Linked DNA regions of Triticum aestivum: region 2 is linked to region 1. The links are chromatin contacts, called in public Hi-C maps. All regions are on one chromosome and are shown on one strand. Each heading gives the region's core, a stretch centred on a gene start, on an enhancer-like site or on the middle of the called end of the contact. The rest is flanking DNA. Distances are from core to core; before and after follow the strand shown.

Evidence for each region. Hi-C and Micro-C count contacts between places; a contact is called where the count stands out from the background.
Region 2: a Hi-C map of leaf shows a contact between it and region 1, with 5 times the contacts expected there. The contact joins the promoter of LOC123121477 here to the promoter of LOC123121476 in region 1. A contact is called at or near these places in 3 of 5 Hi-C or Micro-C datasets (all in leaf) and 1 of 1 datasets of contacts at active chromatin or transcription factors (leaf).

What each region holds. Positions count from the first base shown.
Region 1 is chr5D:322,482,057-322,489,903 of IWGSC CS RefSeq v2.1, forward strand. It overlaps LOC123121476 (protein TIFY 6b), which reads right to left and starts at 3,820. Exons shown (of 7, transcript XM_044541470.1): 1 at 3,443-3,820; 2 at 2,749-2,909; 3 at 2,386-2,657; 4 at 2,213-2,297; 5 at 1,764-2,127; 6 at 1,597-1,654; 7 at 994-1,462. The coding sequence starts at 3,554. The coding sequence ends at 1,258.
Region 2 is chr5D:322,667,636-322,675,482 of IWGSC CS RefSeq v2.1, forward strand. It overlaps LOC123121477 (plant UBX domain-containing protein 2), which reads right to left and starts at 3,819. Exons shown (of 3, transcript XM_044541472.1): 1 at 2,934-3,819; 2 at 1,133-1,411; 3 at 105-635. The coding sequence starts at 3,819. The coding sequence ends at 390.

The DNA of each region.
Region 1 (7,847 bases), core at 2,570-5,069:
ACTCCAAAAGGCTATCATTAAAAGCAATTTTTGCCTGCTCACCATGAATTCCATTGTTTCACAAAAATTTACACGTAGATAGAACACTAAGCAATCTTTATTGCCAAAATAGTACCATGAATTCCCTTGTTTCACAAAAATGTACACGTAGATAGAACACTAAGCAATCTTTATTGCCAAAATAGTTTATTGCTTCTTGAACCTTTCTACCTTTTTTTTCTTGTACTGTTTATGGCGGGTGCATCTGAGCTGGGGAGTAAATTAGCACCGACACTGAGATAACCTATATTCTCACACTTACCCTCGACGAGTGAGAGCCTTTTAAAGTGCTCGACCAAAAAAGGAACTGCACGTTAAAAGGGCCATTTTCTCAACCTGTGAGCTCAGCTGGGAAAATATCAGGAAACCCAAAGCAAGAATCACTAGTAGTACAAGCAATTTGGGGGCATCTTTCTTGGAATTCACAACAAAATGTACGTACTGTACGGTCAAAGTAAGCCCATGAAGCTATCGGTGTTCATCTGGGAGGTTGCAGAAATAAAACAACCAACGGAGAATAAAATAAAAAGGAAATAAAGAAAGATTCTTCTAAAAAGGAAATAAAAAAAAAGATAGAACATACAGTACATCCATTCGAGTACCATCTGGCATCCACAGTTTCAAGCAAAACCACTTAAATTATGGATGCCGGTAGTGGCTGGCCCAGGGTGGTTATCTGAATTCAGTGCTGACCTAGACAGATCTACAATTGGATATTCCCACAGCGCTATTGTGCACAAATGTGATCAGCGATGTGGTAGACCAGAGCGCCCGCAAGAGCTCAAGCATGCAACATCATGAAGCTTCCGTAGAAGTTGGTAAAAACAGAAGAACAAGAACCAAGAGAGCTTTGCAACCGATGGTGGAAATTTGTAAGCCTATAATTTCATACTGCTAAATTAACATGTTTCTTTCTTCTGCAATACAATGGGCGCAGGGGCAAAACAAAAAATAACAATCAAGAGTCTGCAAGCGACAGCTCCCTTGTTAGTTAGGTGGGGTGTTGCACCAGCTAGACCAGCATTACAGGTTGCGAGCTAACCAAAATAGAACACATCATAAACAAGAATAAGAGCATCATCCATAACATATATCATGCTGCCTGCCTTTCCCAATATCCCTTCCCTCCTCCTGCCTGCCTGGATGCAAAATCTTCTTATTACGGTTTTGCATCAGCCATCATGGTTGAATCTATGGACACCGGAAGATCATATCGGATCAGATGTGTAGTTTTGTACTCGGGGACTCCCCACTAAAGCTGATGTTCCTGGGCCGGCCTAGGCGCAGCGACTCTTCATGGTTGCTTGAGAAGGCGATCTCCGTGCACGACGAGGACTTGCTGTTGTTGTCGTTGGCGCTTCCGACCGTGTCGCTGCTCTCCATCGGGCTCTTGGCTGATGGATATGGCGCCGTAGTCGTCACTCTGCAAAATAAGCACGAAGACATGATGAATATCAGCCTATGATCACAAATACAGGCTATGGTATGTAGCTAGGTTCACTGGTAAATGTTCTGCAACACTCGGATAGTAAAGACTAAATTCTAAGGTTGTAGTACCTTTCTTTCCTTTTCTCCAAGAATCGGGCAAGGGATGCCTTACGTGCTTGAGGAACAGCTGAAATGAAAAATAACGACATCAATACATCATCCAGCGTATCAATTCAACAGATATACTCCACTAAACAACATCAAACAGCACAAGATGCACGCGTAAGCATCCATACCTCTTGGCATAATACTTGCAGCAGTGGTGGACGATAGTGTCACAGGATGAGTCGACGACGAGGTCTGACTTGTGGGAGGCACAACCAACTGGCCTGAAGATTTTGGCACTGCGGAATCGGTGTTGGAGCTAGATGTGCTCTTGGGGAGACATGCAGCTTGAGACATGATGGACATCGGTTTGGAAATGGCCGGCAAAGGAGGTGAAACACGCTGTGGTATGTGAGCTAGCATCTGCTTTGCAGGTGAAGCCTCAGGTGCTGCGAGTTTAGCGGGAGTGAAAAAGGTTGCATCTGGGCTGCGAGTAACAGTAGTGGGTGCAGTTGGAAGAGATCCTCTGCTAGCCAAGAACATAAGCTCCTGAGCCTGTAATGACAAGGAACAATTCTTCAGCTTAGCCAGCAAACCCAAAATGTCATGAAAATGTATTACCAATAGGAAGAAATTGTACCTTTTCTGCCGAGACGTTGTTGAATACATTGACAGAACCAGCGTAGAAGATAGTTAACTGCGCTGTCTTGGGCTTTGGCATGTCCCTTAACATACAAGACAAGTTAAAGTTCAGTTTAAAGTTGGATTTTACGGATAGTATTTTCAGCAAATCAAACAGGGCAAATTATCTACCTTGATTTATAGACACCAACAGTAGAAGCAGCCACCGCGTTGTTCATCGCAAAAGGTGGTTGTTTAAACGGGCTACCAGCAGCAACGCCATTCGGGAGGTTAGGCGAACTCTGAACCCTGAACATGGGATTGTTGGGATTGAACGGCGACGACATTGGAATCACTCTAGCACCATTAGGAGCATGCTGCTGCTGCGGAGGCTGCCCGCCGTAAGCCGCACGCGCGGCGGCGGCGTACTGCACGCTGCCATGGCTCTCAGCACCAAACGATCTCTGCACAGCATAGACAGAGCAATCAATCAACAAAACTGGCAGGCAAAACATGAACCGTGCATAAATCGAGAGCAGCAGCAGCTCCAGTTACCTGTGACGTCAGGACGCGGGAGGCCTGCTGCTTGGGGTACGCGAGCTCGCCCTGCTGCTCCTCCCTCGGCGCCGACCTGAAGGACATGACCGCCGGCGCGGCCCCGGCCCTGCCAGCGAAGGACCAATCCATGGGCGGCACTCCTCCTCCCCCAAAGTAAGCTGCAGATTGCAGACACAGACACAGAGACAATTCTCAGTTAGACTCGGACGACGGCGTACATATAGGGGGACGGACGCGCATGAGGCGAGACAGGCACGGATCCGTTAAACATCCCCATCCCAGCAGCGAGACGGAGGCTAATCGGAATCAGCAAAGCCACATGCGCGGCTACCGGAAAGATTTGGCGTGTCTCTCCGTCCCTGGAACCAGAACCGTCGCTTCCCCGAGGCGCTAACCCTCGCCATCCGCGGCAAGGGAGCCGCCGAAAGGAATTCGGCAGCCCATACCTAACGCGCTCTCTTTTGCCGAAAACAATAGGAGAAGATGGGGAGGGGAGGAAACTGAAAGAAAGGCGAGAAATAATTGAGCCCGCCCGGCACCGCCAGCAGGTGAATCAGGCGGGCAGACACGGCGTCGTGGCGGTGGCGCGACGATGTGAGAGCGGTTACGGGCATGGCCGCCTCCGCTGTCAATCCCGAGATTCGTTACGCCGAACTCGCCCAAATCGAGAAAGGGGAGGGGAGGGGCATACCTGACTCCTTTCTGGTGGCGTCGTCCTCGGCGGCGGCGCGCTGGCGCTGCTGCTGCTGCTGCTGCTGCTGCAGCTGCTCGTGGCCTATGGCGCCCAGGAAGTCCCTCTCCATCCAGCCGGCTCGGGAAAGGAGGCCGCGGATTTGCCTCCGATAGACGGGGAATAAATGGATTTCGTTTCTCACTCCCCTGAACCTTCCTTCCTCCTCTGACTCTCTCACTCCTCTGTGAACGAGCGAATGATGACGACGACGATGCTCTCCCTCTCCCTCTCTCCCAGCCTTGACCGTCTGCCTTTCCCCTCTCTCTCTCGAATGTATACTGCTCCAGTACTCCTGGCCAAGCCTAGCCTCTGGGCGGTGTGCGTGCGTGCGCTTGTGGTGCCGCTAATCGCTTGTTTATTTTCGGCCGTGGAGGTTAGATCGGGTGGGAGATGATTGATTAATTAAATAAATAAATAAACAAACAAACAAGATAAATAAACAAGCAAAACCGATTGATAATCAAGCGAGGGGAAAGGTGTGGCGAGCACGGCGGTGGGCCACCGCGGTGAGCGGATCGGGGCGCCCTCTCCTCTCGCGCGGGTCCCGCGGCCGCCTGCCACAGCCCGGTCGCGCCCACGTGGTCGGGCACGAGCGCGTTCCGCCCCGCGAGGCCCCCGCGCCGCCCACTGCCACTGACAGCCCGGTCAAACCCCCCGCCCTGCCCCGCGCGTCGGTGAGTGCCGCCCGGTGCGGGTAGCCGCGCACAGGGGCCCTGGCGGCGGCTGCAGTGGCGACACGTGCAGCCCCGGCTGGGTCACACGAGCCGAATTACCAGGTGGGGAGCGGGCCGTCGCTGACGCTGTGGGCCCGCGGGATTCCCTGCGCGTGGGTCGCGGGGGAAGACCACGTGCTGCGCGTCGCGGGGGGCCCGGCGCCCGAGCTTACAGTAGACTTTTGGATTTATGGGTAGAATAATAATACTAATCCCGTGATGTTCCTTTTTTTGTGTGTCTTCTGATGATTAAAAAATTTGCGTCCACGGGGTTGGGGTTGGGGTGGGGTGGGGGGCTGGCGTGCTTCGCCGGTTTTGTTTATGTCTTGTGGCCATGACCATGTGCCATGTGCGCACCATGTTTATTTTCTTTTTTTTTTCTTTTCTATGTGGTCATCTGCTGGACTTGTAGTACTAGAGTACTTGCTTAGGCTGCAGGATTTGTTTAGCACAGTTTTCTAGGGTTCGGTGAGTAGATTAGAGATAGTGACGTTGTCTTTTCGGAAAGGAGGCGGCCATGCGTGGCCTTTCGAGGTGAGTTTGAGGGCCTTTCGGGGAATTTCAAATGAATTTGTAGCATTTTTTAGGAATCTATCTATGCAACATTCGGGTGAACTTTTTTTTTATCAACAACAGTTGGTTGATCAATTTTACAGTTTTTGTATGTCTGCTTAGAACGAGAGTTTTTTTTTTGCGTGTGGTCCACTCTGGAGTAAATGTCAAATCAACATGAACCATGGAGCGTGACCTCTTGAATAGTACTCCCTCCGTATCAGAATAAATGTCTCAACTTTGTATTAACTTTAGTGCAAAGTTATACTAGAGTTGAGACACTATTTTGGGATGGAGGTAGTATAGTACAGTACTACTACTAGTATCAAATTAGGGTGTATTGTCTTTCTTTGCCGGGGAATTGTGGTTCCCTGTTCAAACACGTCTTCTTGTCAATTCATATGGTAGTATCTTCAGATAAGTTTGTTTATCTCCCAAGTTTATGTGGTAAATTACACTGTACTGCCCTTGAAAAGTAAAACGATGACTAGATTGAGTACTTTCCTTAACACCGTTTAGTGATATATAAGCGCAAACAGTCTTGTCAAACTTGTCTGAGACACTGTGCAAGATTCCCATCTGCATCCCACGATTAAGTACTTTGGTTAATATAGTAGGGAGATAAGGTACAGACCATGTGGAGCTACCGGCTAGCAGTATTATTATTATTACTATACTCCACGCCACTGTACTAGGAGGAGCAGTTAGCATGCTGATCGATCGTGCTGATTACTTTAACAAGGTGGCCACCAGTTGAGTAGGTCTAGGACTTGTAGTATAAACGGGATAGTCTACTCTACGTACTTAATTACAGTACATGATGCAGGTTTGTCTCCCTACGTGGCGACGCCCGATTGCATTAGGCCGTAATGATAGTAGCTTAGCATTTAGCGTAGCTTTGTTAAAGAAGTTTGCCCATCCTCCCATGCAGGATGCATGTGATTTCTTCTCTGTGCGCCCTAGATCCTAGAGTTGATGAACTGTCAAGCTTTTGTAGCCGCCTCCCATTCAACATTTTAAGCAGGTCTTCTTCTTCGATCTTGACCGCCACTCAACTGTCAAGTATAGCACTAATTAAACATGGAGTGATAAAAAAAAATGTATTGTCCTGTTTAGGAAAAAGTGGTGTCAAAAGTAAGTTTCTTTCACTACATATATGGCCCATGATATTATTACTATTAAATGATTTTGCGGCAAATCCGTGCATATTATTCTTAATATGAAATCTGAGTTTCAAAGTATTCACCATCTGGTAAAATATGTAACTAGGAAAGATCTTCACCAATTTCTGTTTGACCGCTAAATCAACATGAAAATGCTGCTTATATGCTAGGATTTCCACGGATCTAACATTCGAGGAAATTAGGCGTGGGGCTAGCTCATACTCGAGTGCATGGGTTGGCTACAATTCGTCGAGTTCTTGAATCAATATAAACAAGACTAGGTGCAGACTACCGTACCGAAACGAGGGCATCAAATCCGATTAGCTGGACGGAAAATATATCCTGTGCAAAACGCTGGGCCTAAGCTCCCATGCATACACACACATCATGCGCCCCATGATTAAAAAGGAGGCATGCCATCCATGCATCGCCTCATCATTTGAATTTCAGCAACGATCCCATTGCCATGTGCCACATGCCACGAACCGGATTTGCGCCCACAGGTTTTGCATCCACGGGTTCGCGATTAAACATATTGTGCGACTTGTGGAAAGAGATGTGGCTGCCAAATTAAATGCGGAGCAGGGGGGCAGTGGGTGCAATTGACCCTGCTTAAACAATATTCCTAGAGATCCCAAAATGCTTAGCGTGATCCAATATTATATAGTACTGCCAGTGTGGACTTCATAATTTATTTATTTTTTGAGGTTGGAGCTGATTTTAATTAATATGTATTATATATTTCGTTAATTAATTAGCATGTCCACAGCCTGTACAATACTACTTTTGAATTGTTTTTGGCTATGTGGAAGCTAGAAATATTAAGGACGTGCGCACTTGCGAATATATCGTTGAAGATAATGCTAAGTATTGGAACTTCTGGAACGCCCCTTATTAATTTAGTTTCCAGCTGATGCGCTGTGAGATGCTTGTAGGAATTAATCAGCTTGGAGATTGTATTGTTTGTCTATTCGCAGGCGGGCGCTGGGTACAGTGCACAAACTAGATCGGGTTGGCGCGTGGGTGGCCAAAACGTTGTGAACAACTCCTGGACACACACAGAGTATTATTATACGGAGAGACCCACAGGAATCCGTAGCCTCATCTGATCTTCTATAGTCCTCACATGCTCGTACTCCTGCTCCATGAGCTCAATAAGAAACTACAATGATGGATACTTCCTGATAGGTATAAAGCATATGTGTGGAACGTCTAGCAGGAACCGCCAAATTATTCCAGAAAATGACAATAACCGATTTCTCTACGGAAAAGGTATACAATGTACATGTCCACATCGTTTTCTTCTGGAATCAATAATGAGATCTTGAAAAATTCGAGGGGTCACACCCACATGTATGCGTGTGGGGTGCTCCACAGATGCAATGTTTATTCATGCCTCCTAGCATACGGTGCCATTTTTTAATGCCGGTTTTTTGGCTACATATGATGACACTTGTCGAGCTAGAGGGAGTCCATTTGAGGTCGCACACAATTCATACGTGCCAGTATACCGGTAGCAGGGCAAGCTAGTTGATTTCGAGCAAGCAGGCCTAGGCTCAACTAAGGGCTCCTTTGATTCAAAGAAAGTTTATATGATTTTTTGGAGGATTGAAATCCTTAGGATTTTTTGCTGTGTTGGTCATTTGACTCGTAGGATTGGATCACATAAGAAATTTTCCCATGAAATATTTTGTATTACATTTCATAGAAAATCTAACATCCACTTTAACCTTATTTTACATTTTCTTGTTTTTTCCGAGACATTAAACACTCATTAATAATCCTATAGGATTCAAGTGGGCATGCCATTCCAACCCTATATTTTTTCTATTCCAACGTTTTTAAAATCCTACGAATCAGAGAGGCCCTAAGCCTGTACTAAAATTTGAGAGAGTCCAAATCGATTTTTTGTCGATATATAGTGTAAGGGCATTT
Region 2 (7,847 bases), core at 2,569-5,068, 190 kb after region 1:
TATTCACATAACAGTCAAATCTTCAATTGAAAAAAAACTTCAGCAGCGAAGGCAGCACATGCATTCCAAGCCAACAAACTGTATAAACCTAACGATAGAGGGGATACTGAATTAACGATAGTATTAGTATCAAATGCAAAATCAAGGGAAGTTAATGTATACTACACATTGTATAGCTCACTCATCGCTCAGGTACAGTTGACGGTGCGACTGATGAATTATTGGGTTTTACCATGTAAAGTATGGCAATCGCCAAGCAATCTATGTACCAGACTATCAATCAACCTATCGAGTATGCAGATGACATATCCCTGTGACTGAGTTACAACAGTATGAAGTCCAATGTAACAGAAGATTTGAGGGGAGAATGTGGGCCCGAACTCCAACAATCAAGAGGATGCAGCTGTAAATGGTTCACTAGCCTCCAGAAGCTTGTCAAGCAAGCCGGTGAACACAACAGAATCAGTCTCATTGGGCTTGAATTTGAGGAGAGCAGAAGGTACCAGGCCTTCATCTTGCAACGTGCGTGCCCGCTCTCCTGTATTTGGAGAATGCGGTAGCACACGTGACCTAGGAACAGCTGGGCAGATAAGATCGAATTCCAAACCTGGCTGCTTCAAAGCGTCCGCGACAAACTGCATCAGGGAAAGCAGCAGATAACCAAAATGCTACAAAACCAGTAATGAAATGAATACGCACTGCTAGGAGAATATAGCTTTAAACACTACTTCCTTCGTTCCATAATTCTTGTCACGGTTTTAGTTCAAATTTGAACTAAAACCACGACAAGAATTAAGAATCGGAGGGAGTAAAATAACATTGGATAGCCCAGGTAACAACATAGGCATGGGAACAACTTCATGCCTTCCACATACATAAAGACTGTTATTTACAGCTTCGCCAGTGGCCCATAAGCCAAACTCACAAACTCCAGAATTACACTTGGAAGTGTTCAAGCCAATCGACAAATAATCAGTAGCACAAAATACATGGTGTATATGACAAGTGTACAAGTCCTAGAGTGGAATCAAATACTAAAAGATTCACCATCGCATTCTGGATTGCGGGATATACAGATGATACTCAATGGGACAAAATCATATGGACGAACAAGCATAGAGGGCAGAAGTACCTCATATAGTGAACCAGTAGCCTCCGCTGGAAGGAATACACCCTGGAGAATTACTCCATCAGGAAACTGAACTCGGATGACAGCTTGTTTGTACTTCTGTCGAGCAGCCAGTGCCTGCTTCTCCTTATATGACTTTGGAATTAGCAACCGAGATTGTTCCAGCCTTTCCCTCCTCATCTTTGCCTCATTCCTTACCTCCTCACCACTAAGTTTGTAGAAAGAATCCGGTGTATCAATTTCTGCAACAGAACTTCCACGGACATTGAAGAATACCCGAATCTGTGAAGTTATCATGGAAGTTCAATAAATTACATTTCTAAGGAGATATAAATGGGATCAACAGCAAACTGCAAAATGGACAATCAATTGCACAACATAACAGAAAAAGGAGGCATCAGAGCACATATAGTCGTATATATGCTAAATTTCAGGTTTGACAAGAAATATTCTTACAGTAATTACTAAATTCAACATGTTGAGGAAAAATAAAATAAAACAAGTGGTGAAACACAGTTTGAGGATCTGATATGTCTGCCAACTGATGCACATATATTATATCAGATGCTGATATATCCCCGCCAACTTATGCACATATATATCAGACACTGATATATCCCAATACCATGATATGCATCTTATTGGTAGTACAGGCTGGGAGCTGTGACATGTCAATTTAGCTTCTTCAATCAGAAGTTGCAACAGTTTTACCTGAACCCATACGTGATACGTCCATCCCCGCAAGTAAGTTCACATTCAAAAACAAAATCCGAATATCTGCATCTGATATATAATCAGGACCAAGTTCCAATATTCATTAGAACTAATTGCTCTACAATTTTTGAAATATACATTTTATCATTGGACAACTGTATAAAATGCATTTTTTTGTAGCATGTCTTACACGATAGAGACAACATGTAGTGTTATCTCAAACAGGAACATCATAAAGATACCATTCCACATACTTCGTAGCAAAAAGTAACAACATTGACAAAACGCTACAATGTTCAGAACATAGAAATAACTTAATTTATGTATGAACTAAATATCGTAGGTATACAAAAGACAGGACAGACCCAGTGCATAGAAGCTCCCACACAAGGTGGGGTCTGGGGAGGGATTATAGGAACCTAGTCTTACCCCTGCAAAGTGCAATGCAGAGAGGCTGGTTCGAACCCAGGACCTCTTGGCACAAGTGGGGAGGACTTCACCACTGCGCCAGGCCTGCCCTCAGGTATACAAAAGACAGGCCAAATCTTAAACATGAATGCCAAAGTGTACTGTGTACAACAATACAAAAGACAGGCCAAAACTCAACATGAATGCAGAAGTGTACGACAATATAAAAGGCGGGCCAAAACTCAAACATGAATGAAGTGTACAGCAAAAGGAAGTATCACATTTTACATACTACTTAGTTTGCTACATTCTGACCTCCAACATATGGAGTAATATAGACTGTGCAAGTTCTGTGGAATTCCACAGCATCTCATGGAAATGGTACCACATTGTTAAGACATACCTATATATGAACATGACCGCAGAATTTATGCACTGACCTCACAGAAATGGCACCACATTTTTATGATCTATTGGTGTAAGAACATCAATATTCAGTCATTTTTACTCATCACTAAGTTCAAACAAAATCTATTTCTCACGAGTAAAGACGCGGCATGAGTATACACAGAATATCACAGTGTGGACAAACCAAACCATCCATGCAGTACAATTCATTGACCAAAATATGATCATTCACATAACCAATTGATGGAGTATATAGAATTAGACGCCTGCTCACCTGACGATCAACAATCTTGTTAACCTCCTTTTGCTCATCGACTCCGCTGCGGCAGCTCTCTTTGGACTCAGACCCGGCCAGCGTCGGTAGCGGTGCCGAAGGATGGGACCTCTCAAGCAGGAGCACAGCCTGCCTGATCCCGCTAAGTCTCGCTTCGGCAGGAGTCTCGTCCATCACGGCAAAGAGCTCCCCGCCCTCATCCCCGATCGTGAACCCGACCGCCTCGAGGAGCTCGAGCCCGCCCTCCCTGTCCGCCACGGCCTCCTTGATCCTCGGGTTACCGAGCCTGACCCTCCTGTACTTGTCGTTGCCGGGCTCCTTGAGCAGGTTGCCGAGAAGCTTCTTCACGACCTCGACGGCCGCGGGGGGTGGGTTGCCGGCAAGGTACGCGGCCGCGCGGGCGCGGGCGCCGCCGGCCGACGCGAGGCAGCCGTCGAGGTGCTCCGAGACGGCGTGCTCGGAGGAGAAGGCGTCGCCGCAGTTGGGGCACGCGACGGTGTCGCCGCCGTTGGCATCTGGGCGGCGGGAGGAGGAGGAGGAGATGACGGCGGTGAAGGGGGTGAATTCGGAGGGGCCGGCCGGGCGCGGGGGCTGCTGCTTGGGGACGGACCTGGGGTTGGGGTTAGGGTTAGGGTTTGAGGGGCGGGAGGAGGAGGTGGAGGCGGAGGGGGGAGGGCCGGAGCCGAGGACGTGGGAGGGGCCCTTGAAGGACGGGGCGGAGGAGGAGGTGACCTTCTTCATGAGATCCTTCATCTTGTCCTTCATCATGGAGGCCGGCGACGACGAGGTGCAGGCGGCGGAGGAGGTGGGGGATTGGCGTGGACGGGGAGTAGACTTGGTGGTGGTTGCCTCCGCGGGGTTCGTTCGAGGGGAGGAAGCAACGCGACGGGGGCAAATTGATAAACAAGGAAGAGCTACGGGGGTGGAGATCCAGCTGGGACCTATAGTCGAAATTAAATCACAAAATGAACTGTTCGTAAAACTATTTCACGCGGCTGATCCTTGACGCCTAACTCTCAGGCGCTGCACTAGTGCAACGCCCAGGAGCTAGGCGCTGCACTAGTGCAACGCCCAAGAGCCAGGCGCTACACTGTGTAGTGTGGCGCCTCGCTCTCAGGCGCTACACGCTGACTTGGGCACATATGGGTGCGACGCTGGCCGTGTAGCGCCTATCTGTGAGGCGTTGTACAGTAGGGTGTGACGCCGGCGTGGCGGGCGCTACACAAAAGGGTCAGGGGAGTGAAATAGTTTCGCAATCAATTTATTCTGTGAAATGATTTCGTTCCGAGGTCAAAATTGTCAAATTTGCCTCCGGGAAAGGTATGGTACTTCGCCGCCAAGGCATCTTCGTCGAGTGGGCCGGGCCGCAAAGGCAAGCAAGTAACGATCACTTCGTGCAGAGGGCCAGCCACCATGGCCCATCGGGGCAGCTATACTCGTGGGCACCCATGCAGTGGGGAAATGGCAGCTGGTGCTCCTATGCAGCGCCTTCAGCGAATGGAAACTGGCGCTCACAGCAGTTACACTAATATACTATCCTCTCCGTCTTAAAATAAGCGTCTTAACTTTTTACTAACTTTAATATAAAATTATATTAAGATAAGACACTTATTTTTGGGACGAAGGGAGTATGTGTCAGGCTAACCACCAGACCTGCTTAGCGCTAGTGATTGAAATAAGAACGATTGCAACCGCGGTATTTATTGCACAGAATACTGTACGGTTTACTTTATAGTTTAGATTTTTGAATTTCTTCAATACAGTTTGTGAAAACGTGGTTTTTTTTTTTGGAAAAGCGTCAACAACATTTGAAAGTTCTCAGATTTCAAAAAAAGTTCACAAACACGTACAAAAAGTTCGTCTATTCAAAAAAAGTTCACAAAATCAAAAGAAGTTCATGTATTCAAGAAAACGTTCATGAATATGAAAAAAAAAAGTTCGTCGAATTTGACAAAAAAAGATCATCGATTTTGAAAAAAAAATCATCGATTTTGAAAAGAGTTCATCAAATATGAAAACAAGTTCATCGAATTTGACAAAAAGTTCATCGAACTCAAAAAAAAGTTCATTGATTTTTAAAAAAGTTCACAAAATTTGAAGGAAAGTTCATCAAATTTGAAAAATAGTTCATTGAATTTGAAAAAAATACATAAATTTTGAAGAAAAATTCACGAATTTGAAAACAGCTCATCGAACAGAGAAAAAAAGAAAAAAAAGGGAAATGAAAAAGAAGAAGAAAGTAGTAGAAAAGAGATGGAAGTGGACACGTGAAGATTGGTGGCACGGTGGTTAGTGCAACCTAGCTCGAAGCGGAAGGTCTCCGGTTTGAGTTGCCAGTGCGCACGCCATAGTTTTTTTTTCTCTTTGAAAAACAGAGAAAGCAAAGTTAGACAGGTCGGCCCAGCACGGACGTTGTAGGCGCTCGTTTGCGAAAACGCTTGTAACGCGCCGAATAGGTTTGCCGTCGAACAAGGCGTTAGGACTCTCCCTTAAAAGAAACAAGACGTCAGGATTCAGGGTTAACAGCCGCCTCCATTCCCTCCAAAAAAAATAGCTGCCTCCAATCTTCAGGCAATTCTGTGAGGACTAGAGGGAGTGGAGAACAGGAGATGCAAGGGCTCTTGCAATCGATTATCAGTCTCTGCCGCCGCCATAGTGTGGGCAGAGTCGGCTCTGCTCCGTCTCGCTGGTGGCCTCTAATGCGCAACCCAAGCGTCAGCAGAGTAGGCGCCGCTCGGCCTCCAGCGCTTGCGCAGGAAGATGCTTCACTCAATTTGTCTACATCAACCCAATCCAGTCGACATATAGATCGTCTTTTCCGATTTCTCTACACAACTTGTAGCAACAATGAGAAATAGGGTAAGTTATACTCGTGCACACCCGTCCCTTACGCTAGTGGTACCAAATGCCCAGATTGTAAACATGAGGAAGAAGGTAACCAATGCAAAGAAGTTAGCAAATGAGGTCACAAATGTATATTTCCCGTGTATCATCTCAGATAGCACCCACCATGATGGCGTCATATACGCGCATAGGGGTTTGGAGGAAGATTGGGATATCGAAGACCGCAGCGAGACTCTGTTGGAGCCGGTGATGTTCTCCAAGGCAACTGAACGTTCGAATTTTGGAAGAAACATGTTGCAATGTTTCTCATTGAGGTTGGTTGAGTGTTCCATCAACAACAACCTCATTCAATTGTATGGGTACATAGCAACGCAGAATGATGGGGATTGCATGGTTAACTATGTTTTGATTCGCAACAGGGATGACCCCATAATCGCACATAGGGGTTCTCTCATCCAAATGATTGGCCCTAAGGGAGGCATTGAAATGGTTTACCCTGTATTAATCGAGTTCGATATGAGGATCGAGAATGGAGGGAAAGAGGAAGATGATCCACGGTTGATAGATGGGGCGATAAATTGTAACCTCTACAGACCATGGAAACCAGTCATACATCGCATTAATGGCGACTGTGGTGTCGTTGAAATATCGTTAGCCTGTGTTGAGTATGTTGTGGAGGCAACGATAGAGGTTGCCGTATCAGAAATGCATCGTGGCTTTGGTTTATCTCTGCGGTCTATTGTCTATGTTTGGGAGGCCTATGAAGAGATTCAACTTTTCCATGGCACCGTTGATCAGTTGTGTGGCTTTAGAAGGTTTGTGCTTGCTATCTCGTTAAGTGACGTGATGATATTGAAGTTCAAGTTAGGTAACACTGGTGTTGAACTTCGTCCTTCTTTTAAAGTTAAGCCACATGGATGTTCTAGTCGGCAGATAAAGCATGAGCTTGCAAACATCTCGGTGAAGGTGACTTAGTCCACTATTGGAACGTGGCAGAAATTTTGCTTCCTGGGCTCATGGTACTGTTAATCAGTCACGTGGCATCAGAAGATATATTGCTTGATGTCACGATGAGTACTACTGCTATTGAAGTTTGGCAATAACAAAATGTTTAGCGTTGTGGGCCATCAAACTAAGCTATATGGATGTGCTAGTCGAAAGAAAAACCTCGAGCTCGCTTCTGTCACGGTGAAGGTAACTTGGTCTACTATTTGAACTCCCCCTATATTTCGCCACTTAGTCCTTAGTTATGTTATTTGATACACCCTAAACTGCCAACATCCTACATTACTGAACAGAGGTAGTATATCACTCGAAGGATGTGTTCTTAATTACATACTAATATTGTGTTGGAATTGAGTATTGTTTAGCTTGAACAATATTTCATGTAGTACTTCCTCCTCTTTAAAATACTTGAAGAAGTTTATCATGGGGCAAATATCTTTAGGCTTGACCAAGTCTATAGAAAATATGCTGACATATACAACATCAACTATGTATAGTATGAAAACTTATGTCATAATGAATCTAACTAAACCAATTTGATGTTGTTGATGTTGTTATATTTTTCTATAGACTTGGTTAAACTTAAATATGTTTGACTTACAAACTTAGAGCAACTGTAGCAGATGCGCCAACCGCTCATATGACATCCAAGGCCCAAAAGAAGGGCCATGTCAACAGCATAGTCACCCTCACAACAAGACAAGCATCTTCATCATAATGTGGAAGCAACAAAGTTGGTGATAAAAATGAACATGGTCACCCTCAATAGCATAGTCAACTACAACTGAAGCTAAAAACATCCATCCAACCATTTTGCACACTAATCTATATTAGGCTTGAGTTGACTTGCAGTTGGCGTTCTTGCGGCCATACTTTTGGTTTCAAGCTAAACAAACGGCTCTTTGGGCTATGGTGAAAAAAACTACTTGATCTGGAAGCTAATAAAACGAAGTTGGAAGCCGATTTGTTTACAACGACAAGAAGTGATACAATAACTTGTCCAGGATGCTACTATGAGAGAACAGTTTGATTTGGAAATTGGTAAAAGGAGAAAGACGAGGAATT